Regions from separate parts of the Mus musculus genome. Here all the other regions are linked to region 1. A link is a contact called in public HiChIP or PLAC-seq data. All regions are on one chromosome and are shown on one strand. Each heading gives the region's core, a stretch centred on a gene start, on an enhancer-like site or on the middle of the called end of the contact. The rest is flanking DNA. Distances are from core to core; before and after follow the strand shown.

Evidence for each region. HiChIP or PLAC-seq counts read pairs in DNA pulled down with a chosen protein or histone mark.
Region 2: a contact with region 1 is called in an H3K4me3 HiChIP or PLAC-seq map of embryonic basal ganglia, with 2.8 times the contacts expected there. The contact joins the promoter of Igsf11 here to the enhancer-like site in region 1. A contact is called at or near these places in 7 of 39 promoter capture datasets (frontonasal cranial neural crest, hippocampal neurons, liver and 4 more), 8 of 484 Hi-C or Micro-C datasets (the Patski cell line, brain, brown adipocytes and 5 more), 11 of 115 datasets of contacts at active chromatin or transcription factors (bone marrow-derived macrophages, craniofacial prominence, embryonic basal ganglia and 8 more) and 3 of 9 other capture datasets (adipose tissue, liver and pancreatic islet).
Region 3: a contact with region 1 is called in an H3K4me3 HiChIP or PLAC-seq map of embryonic basal ganglia, with 2.4 times the contacts expected there. The contact joins two enhancer-like sites. A contact is called at or near these places in 4 of 39 promoter capture datasets (cranial neural crest, liver, maxillary cranial neural crest and 1 more), 2 of 484 Hi-C or Micro-C datasets (cortical neurons and stem cell-derived neural stem cells) and 2 of 115 datasets of contacts at active chromatin or transcription factors (embryonic basal ganglia and hepatocytes).

What each region holds. Positions count from the first base shown.
Region 1 is chr16:39,017,793-39,021,288 of GRCm38.p6, reverse strand. The region is part of intron 4 of Igsf11 (immunoglobulin superfamily, member 11); the gene reads right to left. Among named protein-coding and RNA genes, the nearest start is that of Gm36585, 96 kb to the left of the region's middle. Within about 2 kb of position 1,593, at least 15 of the 459 cell types and tissues checked have an H3K27ac peak or open chromatin away from gene starts, as enhancers often do. A contact at or near this core is called in cortical neurons, embryonic basal ganglia, forebrain and 1 more, where this site is marked.
Region 2 is chr16:38,900,720-38,904,215 of GRCm38.p6, reverse strand. Igsf11 (immunoglobulin superfamily, member 11) reads right to left here and starts at 1,871. Exons shown (of 7, transcript NM_170599.2): 1 at 1,657-1,871. The coding sequence starts at 1,708.
Region 3 is chr16:38,923,258-38,926,753 of GRCm38.p6, reverse strand. All of the region lies in intron 1 of Igsf11 (immunoglobulin superfamily, member 11), which reads right to left. Among named protein-coding and RNA genes, the nearest start is that of Igsf11, 23 kb to the right of the region's middle. Within about 2 kb of position 1,578, at least 31 of the 459 cell types and tissues checked have an H3K27ac peak or open chromatin away from gene starts, as enhancers often do. A contact at or near this core is called in cortical neurons and embryonic basal ganglia, where this site is marked.

The sequences.
Region 1 (3,496 bases), core at 344-2,843:
AACCGAGCAAACCCAGAAGTCACTGGGAAAGACTCCTAATGGCACACATGAGGTGAGCCAGAAACAAAGTCCAAGAATACCTGAGCCTATACTGGGAACTGCTGCCACCCTGGCATGACTTTATATGGGACTAAGATCTAGTTTTGCTGGTGGTTTTCATCTTTAACTACATCAAAGGCAGAAGCAGGGAGCCTAGCTCCATCAGTTCCTTCATTTACTACACAAATACTATGGAGACCGTCTCTGTGCTGGATACTTCACAGAACAGTACAGGATGATGAGGACAGACATTAATGAAGCAAGAAGGCCAGAAGACTCAGTAAGTAGGTTAAATGCCAGCCAGAGCCACAGTCCTCAGTTTGAGTTGCTAACAGTGTACAGGGATAGAATCAAATGAGTACCAGGAAATCAGATACAATGGTGGAGAGGGGGAAGCAAGAGCCACAGGTTCCCATACATCAGTGCTGCCAGAGTTGTCTAAGCCTTCAAACACAATACAATGAATGGGATGTGTTCATGAATGACGGAACTGACAAACATGTACTTGAAATAGTATCAATATCATAAACCAGAAAAAGCAGAGAGACTTGGTGTTTGCTTTTTTTCTATGGGAGTACTCAAAGGTTACATCCATATTATATAGTTATCTAATATATCTATGACAAGATAGTAACTCTGGATTGGATTATATGTAACAAAATCAATATTTAATGGTTACTTGGTTTTCATGAATTATTTCCTTTTCCATGTGTGTGTGAATTGAGTATATATTTTGTGTGTATATGTACATATATATGTGTGAGAGAGAGCTTTAAGTAGGCCTGATTTCATCTTCATAACACGTTTAGGCTCTATGTCCCTGCTTTCCAAAACTAAGAAATCTTGGAGTAGCCCTGACATCACATGTACACGAGTTACAGTGGTCTATCCAATCAGATCTGTCTGGGTACAAAGATCATGATTCTCATAGGTACACCTGCTTTCCAGTAAGACACTTAAAGCTACCTCATTACACAGGATGCTGCTGGGCCAGGAAGCATTTCTGACCCCCAAAATACGACCAAGGAGCCATCTCCAACATAATTGCATTAGGGTCTCCTTATTATAAACTCAAGTTTGGGCTTACTCACCTCCAACCCTCAGGACAGTTTGGTGAATCAGCCCCAAACCCTCATTGGGATAGGGTTTTATAGTAAAATGGGAGCAAGTGACAGGGTGTCCAGGCTGGTAAGCATCTAATGGAATAACTATTGTTAAGTCAACAGGGGGGTGCTCTAAAGTGAGACCATGAACAATCACGAAAGGTCTAAAAGTACATCTCAAACAATCAAACTAATCTTTGATTGATTGTTACTAGGTAGTAGCTAGGGATAACTCTAGGGTATGGGCCAAGGACAGGCCATGGGGTCCTTCCTGGTATGTGGGTGCAGCTTGGGTTCAGCTATGGGTCAAGTTCTCAGGCTTTTTTTTTCCTCTTAAGACAGGAGTCTGGTCCTAAGATGGAGTAGGTTTGGCCTCTCAGCTTCTGTGCACAGCCAGAACCATGCAAAGTGGCAGCACTGTTGGTATAACAAAGCAGCCATCTGCAGAACCCCTCCTTCAACACATCCCAAAGTTTCCAGGCAACAAAAGCCCAGCCTCCCGGGCAACCAACCCTGCAACCCCCACACTGCTACTGCTTTTCTTCCATTTTTCTCCTTAAGGTCCAAAATTCTAAAAACTCAGTCAGTTCACATCAAACCAGTAATTTTGTTGACATTTCCAGAGACAACTGGGAGAATTTTAAACAGCTGCTTTAAGCAGCACTTGGCATATACAAAAGCAGGCAACTGGAACGAGGGCTGCTTTAAAGTGATACTTTTCATAGGTGAACCCACTGATCCTTTGTCCCCAGTTGCTGACACCATAAGCTATTTAAAACAAAACAAAACAAACAAACAAACACACACACACACACACACACACACACACACACACATGGTTCAGTGTGTGAGGCAGTATGCCTGTTATAGCTTACTTAGCAGGTGACAGATGAGACAGGCTTGTTGAGAAGAAGCACTAAGAAAAAATGAATCAAGCAAAGCTAAGCTAGGGGCAACCCCTCATCAACACCACTCTGTAGCAAAACAAAAACAAAAACCAGCCAAACAAACAAAACCCTATACATCACACCCTGACACCAGTCAAGCCTGTGTTAGGACAGGAATAATTTACGGAAATGAAAGATGACGGTAGTGGTCCCTTTGGTCTTCCTTCTTCCAAATAGGGGTGTGGAGTTGGAGGAACAGGCCCTTCATAACAGGGAAACAAATATATCACATTACTCCCAGGTCTGCATGTTCTCAGCTCCAGAGCTGGCATTTGGCTGTGTCAAGAGTGCATCGGCTGAGAGCATGGGTTTGGGAGCCATACGGGCTTGGGTTGAAGTTGGCTCAGCATCCTACCAGCTCTGTGGGCCTGAGGGTGTTGTTTGCTTAAGGGTGTGTGCTTCAGCTCCTCATCTGTAACTGTGAACCAGGGATTAGAAACACTCTTGAACTGGTGAGAACAGAATGAGACACTACGATGCTGTCTGGTGATACATCTACACAGGAATTTCTTGGGGTTATGTGTGTGTATCTGTGTCTCTGTGTCTCTCTCTGTGTGTGTGTGTCTGTGTCTGTGTGTGTGTATGGATTTTTTTTTTAATCCTAAGGAAACTTAGTTAAGAAATGTAGAAAAAAGTCTAGCATCTTAAATTCTGAGCAGATGTCAATATTTGGAAGAGTAATAAGAGTGCCAAGTATCATAAATATTTTTATAACTTATACATCTTAAGGAATGAATGATCATAATAACTGAATAATTTCTTATGTAAAAGTATGAGAAGTTCTGTTTCAAAAATAATGATAAACTGGGCAGTGGTGGCACATGCCTTTAATCCCAGCATTTGGGAGGCAGAGGCAGGTAGATTTCTGAGTTCAAGGCCAGCCTGGTCTACAGAGTGAGTTCCAGGTCAGCCAGGGCTATACAGAGAAACCCTGTCTCAACCCCCCGCCCCCCCCAAAAAAAAACCACACACACACACAAACCTAAAACTAAACTAAAATAAAAATAATGATAAATTATAGTTTAATGTTGTTTAAACCAATGTGTAGTGAAATTGTATGCATACATGATCTCACCTTGAAAGAGGTATCTGATGATAAATTTAAAACCAAAGGGAAAAATTAACACAAAATAAGTGCCAAACTTAAATCTCTTTAAGAACAAAAATGTGGGGCTGGAGATACAATGCTGATGCAGAGGACCCGAGTGAGCTTCCCACCACCCATGCCAGCAGCTCACAACTGCCTGTAACTCCGGTTCCAGGAAACCCAACTCCATATTGTGGCTTCGTGAGGCACCTGCACTCAGGTACACAAATCACAGACATATGTACAGACACATAAGATACAATCTTAATTTAAATTAAAGATATTATAAATATTTAATGTTGTAATGACCACTCGTAGAG
Region 2 (3,496 bases), core at 622-3,121, 120 kb after region 1:
GAAATAAATATTCCTTGATGCCGCTGGCAAATGCGACTCAACATTTATTTGTTGTACCATCAAGTGTTTGGGCATGCTGATATTTAAGATCTTAAGAAGATCCCATTAGGGCTACAGACATATCCTCCCACTGTCTCCCTGCCCCACCCACCCACCTGATGCCCAAGTGCACCCAGTGGTAGCAAAGGAAATATCTGCCGAACAGAGGAACACGTTTTTTGAGAGTTAAAAGTGGCTCTACAGAACAGACCATCTCAAAGACGGGAACAACCTTGGAAGTCCTCAGAATCAGTCTAGTATTGAGTAGAAATCCTTCCAACCCAAAGCAAAGGCATAAATCAGGTGTCTGCCTATGAGTGATCCTAGAAACAAAATCACCTTTTTAAAAGTACTGCCTAATAAATTCAAAACACAAACTCTATCGGCCAACTAAGTTTCATGACAGATTTTCCAACTTAGTTTAACGACAGATCTTTCTATCAAAACCATTTGGAGCTGTTATTACAGCAACGTTTACAGCATTTCAGCTGTGTTCAAGGATTATGAGGAACATCTATGAATTCGCTTATTTCACCTTTGACAGAAGGACAGGAAGACACAGGCCTGCTGAAAGCAGTGAATGACAAACTCAGTTTGGAAGCTCAAGCGCATAAATGCACACTTTGGTATGTGACCTCACTACGTGTATAGTGTCACTAAAAAATATGCCTACTGAACTTCAAGACGTCAGAACACGGTCCCTGGTATCGTCATGGACGGTAACAGGCCAGTTTGCTATGCTTTCTCCTATACCAGGTGAACGACCTAAAACTGGGTTACATCAAGATTAAAACATCGTTTATTCAAGTAAGGCCATAAAAATGACTGGAGACCTACAAAGATGTCTAGAGAGAAATAGAATTAACCACAGCACACTCCATCACTGCACTAGCTTCTTAAAGAGAAGCCTTCTGGACAAATTTCAGCAAACCTCAGCAACCAATTACTGAGTCAGAAAACTTGATTCCACAGAACAATGCACACACAAAGGCAGGATTGTAGAAAAGGACATTCAGAGCCTGCCTATGATGATTACTGGGGGGAAAACAAAACGTTAAGAAAAACTTAAGAAATCAAATTTGAATAACCAACTGTTTTCAAGCGCTTGCTCATATTGCTACATTCTATGTATTTTTATAAGGCAACTTAGACCCTTCTGGTTACAAAACGAAGTGTAAATAAACTTTGCTTTCGGATGTAATCGAGCGTTTGGGTTTTTGTTGTTGTTGTTGTTTGTTTTTTTAATAAAGTGAAATGTTTACCCCTGCATATGTTTTAAAGGTTATAATGAAGTTACAACTTTAAATCTGAAAAAAAAAACTTTTAATCAATTTAATTCTTTTAATATCGCAAACTCCTTCAAGGCTGTGGTAAAGCTACAAAGTTTTCCTGGAGCCCTCTAGTAAGGGCAGGCGACTCTAACACTATTTCTAAGTGGACTGGCAGCGGGAGTTCGTTCCGGGAAGTGGCGGCGGGGAGCGGCGCTGGGGTTACAGCGCTTGGGGACACCTGGCAGACGCGGGCCTCCGCTACCGCCCCGGGGCAGCCGGTTCCCAGGCCCTGCGGGCACCAGCGGGCTCGGTCCCCCGAGGCGGCAGGACAAGCTGAGTTACTCACCGAGCAGCGACACGAGCAGCCAGGACGCCGGAGCGGAGCGCCGCCGAGTCATGCCGGAGCCGCCGGGGGAGCCGCCGTCCGCCGGGCTCCTGGGCGGCGGGGTGCAGCGTGGGACCAAGCGGGACACGGGAGCGCCGAGGCCACTCCGCTCCGCCGAGGCTCGGGGCAGGCTCGGGCGTCCCGGGCTCGCCGGCCGCCGCGGCCACCACCAGCCGCCGCAGCCACTCCCCCCAGCTCCCGCCAGCTCTTCCCCAGCCGGGGGCTCGGCACCGCCTGCCCACTCGCCGAGCGGTCTCCAGGGCAACCGCGACTCCAGTGCGACGCCTAGTGGCCAGCCGCAGAATGCACAGAACTCAAGGCTGGCGCGGCCAGGCCACCTGCTCTGGTCCCCATGAAACCTGCAAGGACAGGTTGAACCTAAAACCCCAAAGTGGCTTCCCTCAGATCCAACTCGTCTTTCTTGGCTGAAGTTTTCAAACAGTCCCTACTCTGACCATTTTAGTCTCTCCTGAAAACCATTTAATCTATCTGAAAGAACCTTAGGAGTCTTTTAGAAGACAGGAAGACCTTTAGGAAAGTTAACCTGTCCAAGGGATGAGTTCCCTTATTGTAGTCCAGTGCAGAGTCGTCAGCCCTGAAACCATATACAAACAACAAAAAACCGGATTGCATCTCCATAGATGGATGGATGGATGGATGGATGGATGGATGGATGGATGGGCAGACAGATAGATATGCATACACAGGCATGTGTAACTAAAAAAGAGGTTAATAACTTGAGAATGGGGAGAACACGGGAGGAGTTTTAAAAGAGGGTATGGCTGGGAAGAGATGGAGGGAAGAGACCAAAGGAAAGACAAAAGTGATGTAATGCTATTTCAATTAAAACCAGGATGATCTAAAATGCCTGACCTTTCCATCTAAGCCTCCCAAGCCCTGGGATTACAGGCCTGCAGCCATGCTTGTCATCTTCCAATGTCTTAAGTGATTCCTCACCAAGCTCACGTTTCCTTAGACTGCTTTTTAACACCGAGTACTGTCTTGCCTTGACTGTGGCACCTGTGTCTTCGATGGATGTTTTTACCTTTTGCTTGTTTGCTCTGGTTAGACTGAAGAGGCCTTCATAACATTTGAAATGCTTTTACTTATTTGAACAGCATTACCCACCCATCCTTTCCCAATTTAGTTTCTGTTTCCTCCTACAGCCCGAAGTCATTTTCTGCTTCCACACCCACACTGAGCCTTGGAGTTTTGAGGACCTACCTGCCCATGAACCTCCCAGACATGAGATCAGATTCTGAACAGCTTAGATTAGAACTCCTGTAGCCCTTCAGAATTCTGAACCCCGACACCTCACAGAACCAATTTTGCCAGGACAACTCAGAAACAATAGTATACTCAGGAGCATGGCAAATGTAGAAAACAATGTTTTAAAGAGAAGTATATTTGCACAATGATTTAAGGCTGTGTAGGAAAAACAAAAATATCAAGAAAGTAGAATTATAAAACTAATTTAAATATTGAAATGTTATATTTTGAAGAAGAAGAAAAAAAGGAGAAGTTTTAAAATGCCAATCACTAGAGCACTGAGAGAGGAACACTTGGTTTTTGCAGAAGACCCGAGTTCTGTTCCCAGTACCCACGTGGTGGCTCACAACCATCTGTGATCCAGTGTCCTCTTCTGACCTCTGAAAGAACCAGGCTCACATGTGGTGTGTATACAACTGCCGGTCCAGCATGGCCTTGGTGGGGGCAGAATGACAAGGTTCCTGCCCCTAGGACAGGGCCACCAGGCACCAGTGTCGGTGGCTGCTGTGAGCCTGGGGCTTGAATGTATAAT
Region 3 (3,496 bases), core at 329-2,828, 95 kb after region 1:
TGTACTGGGATTGGCTAGCACAGCCATGCTCCCTCCCTTCCTCCCCATGACCCTCTTGCTTCCTGAATGCCCTTTCTTTACATTCTCCCTCCAGGATAAACCTTCTAGATTCACCTCTCCTCGGTTCATCTCCTTTTACAATTGACTCGCAGACTGTTTCTGTTGGAACTTTAGAATAAGAGTGGTCCTATAAGGACGCATTTCATATAAAATGGTGGCACATGTCTGTAACCCCGTCAATCAGAGCTGAAGCAGGAGGGTCAAAAGCTAAAGTTCAGCCTGGACTACATGGTATCAGGTCAGCCTTGGCCACTTGGCAAACCCTGTCTCGGATGGATGGATGGATGGATGGATGGATGGATGGATGGATGGATGGATGAAGTGGTTCTCCCCTATAGTTTACATCCTAGTGGAGGATGATATGGACTTCTGAGTCTCATTTGTTTGTTCATGCTTTCCAAGTCTCTGGACCATAGTTTGGCCCCTTCAACAATTAGAGGAAACAGAAAAGACCTAGTTTAGTATATTCTAATAGAAACAAAGTAGTCATTAAACATTTTGCTTCTAAACTGTTTTCTCAATGAGTTTTCCTAAGGAGAAACATAAGATATATTGTGTACTTTTGACAATATTTAAACATCTTCTCCACACTGGGCACTGTGCTATATTCTAGGAACATGATAATATTCAAAAATAACTTGCAAATAGACTTTTTTAAAAAGAAAGAGTGAACATTCATAGTGAAAGGTTCATTGCAGACTACCTAATCCCACCCACCCATACAACAGAGAAACAAATTGTCCTGTCCAAATCTATCCAGGTAATCTGTGGCAAAAGTAAGACAAAAGAAGGTTCTTATCTAATGCCTTCCTCCCTGGTCTAGTCCAGTAGCTTGAAAGCTTCATCCGGCAGGCGGGCGTGGTGGCACACGCCTTAAATCCCAGCACTCAGGAGGCAGAGGCAGGCGGATTTCTGAGTTCAAGGCCAGCCTGGTCTACAAAGTGAGTTCCAGGACACCAGGGCTACACAGAGAAACCCTGTCTCGAAAAACCAAAAAAAAAAAAAAGAAAAAAAAAAGAAAAAAAGAAAAACAAAAGAAAAAAAAAAGAAAAGAGAAAGCAAGCTTCATCGGTCCAACAATAAATAATTCTAGTTTAAGATGCTACGTACAGGCCAGTTGAGGCAGCACACACCTATCATCCTAGCACTTGGGAGGGAGAAGAAGACCAAGAGTTTAAGGCTATCCTTTCCTACAGTGAAAGTTAGTGACCAATCTGGTCTACAACGCTGTCTCAAAATAAATAAATTAATTAAATAAATTACTTAAAAAAACACTATACACACACATCTGAACATCTTTAACAATGAACACGTGAACAGAGACTCGATGGCACAGCTTCGTGGAGAAGAGCAATGAAAAACATGAAACAAACTTAAAGGAGACAGAACGGAGCTGAGCCGTGGACGCAGCACCTGGGAGTCAGCAGATGACATCCATTTGCGCTCGTTAGCACAGCCTGGCATGTGCTACGCCACCCCCTCGGGTAATTTACATTTTTTTTAAAAGCATGTATTTCTAAATTTAGGAAGTCGGGATAATCAGGGTGGAAAAGCCCATCTGCCTGACGCTCTCTCCAGCTGCTGCAGATCCTGAAGTGAAACTGGAGTCTCTGCTCTGTGTCATCTTAGCCAGTCTGGACCACGAGGACATGACAGAAGCTGAAAAGCAGCTGTGGGGTAGGGGCTCCACTATGGATTATATTTGGTGCGCGATGTGGCACCCCAACTGTGCTTAAATAAACCTGCTGCGAATGCTGAAGTGCATTTGTGCATGTCCACACTTTCCTGTAAAGTTGTTGTGGGGTACAACTATAGACACAGAAAGACCCAGGGAAATATGATGCTTGACTCTTTCAGAGGTTAAAATAATAAAGGGACCAGAAACATTGCTCAGCTGCATTTTTCCCCTTGGATAAAGCATTTACCCAAATTCTGGTCCAAACTTTCCTCTTACATGCTGTGTCATTTTGGAAAAGGCCACTTTACTTCCTCGGATTTTTTATTACATGACATGAAAGAACAAAAGGCAGAGGAAGAGACAAGGGTTGGCCAGAAAAGAGAAACACAGACGCTGAACAATGTGCTTTTTCGCATTTAGAACCCTGGTGCTCTAGAGACCTGTGCCAATTCCCACAGAGCAGCTACCACACTTAGACTCCTCCCCATTTGCTGGGAAACCATCAACGTTAAAACCAGAGGCAAATCTATAAGTATCTATTCATATACCTTTTTAAAACTCTCTTGGGAAAGTGTCAGTCATGTATCCTGTAGGTTTAGGTGTATTTAGTAAATACTGGAAATTGAAATTGTTTCTAAAGCGACCACAACCTGAGAGAGATCCCACTTTATCCAAAGCCGTTCCCAGACAGGGCCGTGTGTAAAAGCGCTACTAAGAAGCATGCATTTTCTGGGTCCACAGACATTTCCTGCACAGTCTCCCTGTGCCAGACACTGTGGAGCAAGTGACACTGAGCAACAGCAAAACCTTTACCGGAAGGTGCCTGTTAGTGCTCTGAGCTATCAGGGAGGCATTTAACTAGAAGGGACAACCACCACCTGGATAAAATCCAGCTTATTTAACATCACTAGTAAGGGTGTCTGACATGGAGCCTGGGGCCATGATCACCATGTCACTCTTCCAAGGAATCCACAATGACCTACAAGACATGAGCAAGCACCCCACAGAGGTAAAAGCGGTTTTAAAACATGGTTATTTTAAAGGCATTTTCATCATAACTCTTTCTGCCATACTATTTTTAATATATTTATATTTGTAGTGACTGCGTATTTTAAGACGTGATTTGCAATGGATGTTTTAGTGTTATCTTGCTCTTTTAGTGCCTTAGATGTTCTTTTTCTTCTTCTTCTTCTTCTTCTTCTTCTTCTTCTTCCTTCTTCTTTTCTTCTTCTTCTTCTTCTTCCTTCTTCTTTTCTTCTTCTTCTTCTTCTTCTTCTTCTTTTCTTCTTCTTCTTCTTCTTCTTCTTCTTCTTCTTCTTCTTCTTCTTCTTCTTCTTCTTCTTCTTCTTCTTCTTCTTCTTCTTCTTCTTCTTCTTTTTGTGTTGTCTATTTGACTCCAGTGCGTGTCTCTAATACCTAGAAAAAGTCCAACATAAAACAGGCACTAAGGTAATATTTAGTGAGTATGTAAGGAGTATTATGAAGCAAGAGCAGGGGCTGGAGAGACAGTTCAGTGGTACAGAGTACATGCTACTCCATACAGAGGACCTATGTTCAGATCCTAGCACCCAGTTAGGGTGGCTAACAACCACTAACTTCAGCTCCTGAGATTTAACTACCTCTGCTGCCTTCCACAAGCACCTGTCTCCATATGCACATGCCCACACAGAGACACACAGTAATACAAGGAATTAAACTTTTGAGATGGTTCTTTAAAAAGAAAAGGAGTCTTTTCCAATACTGGCACTATGGAGACAG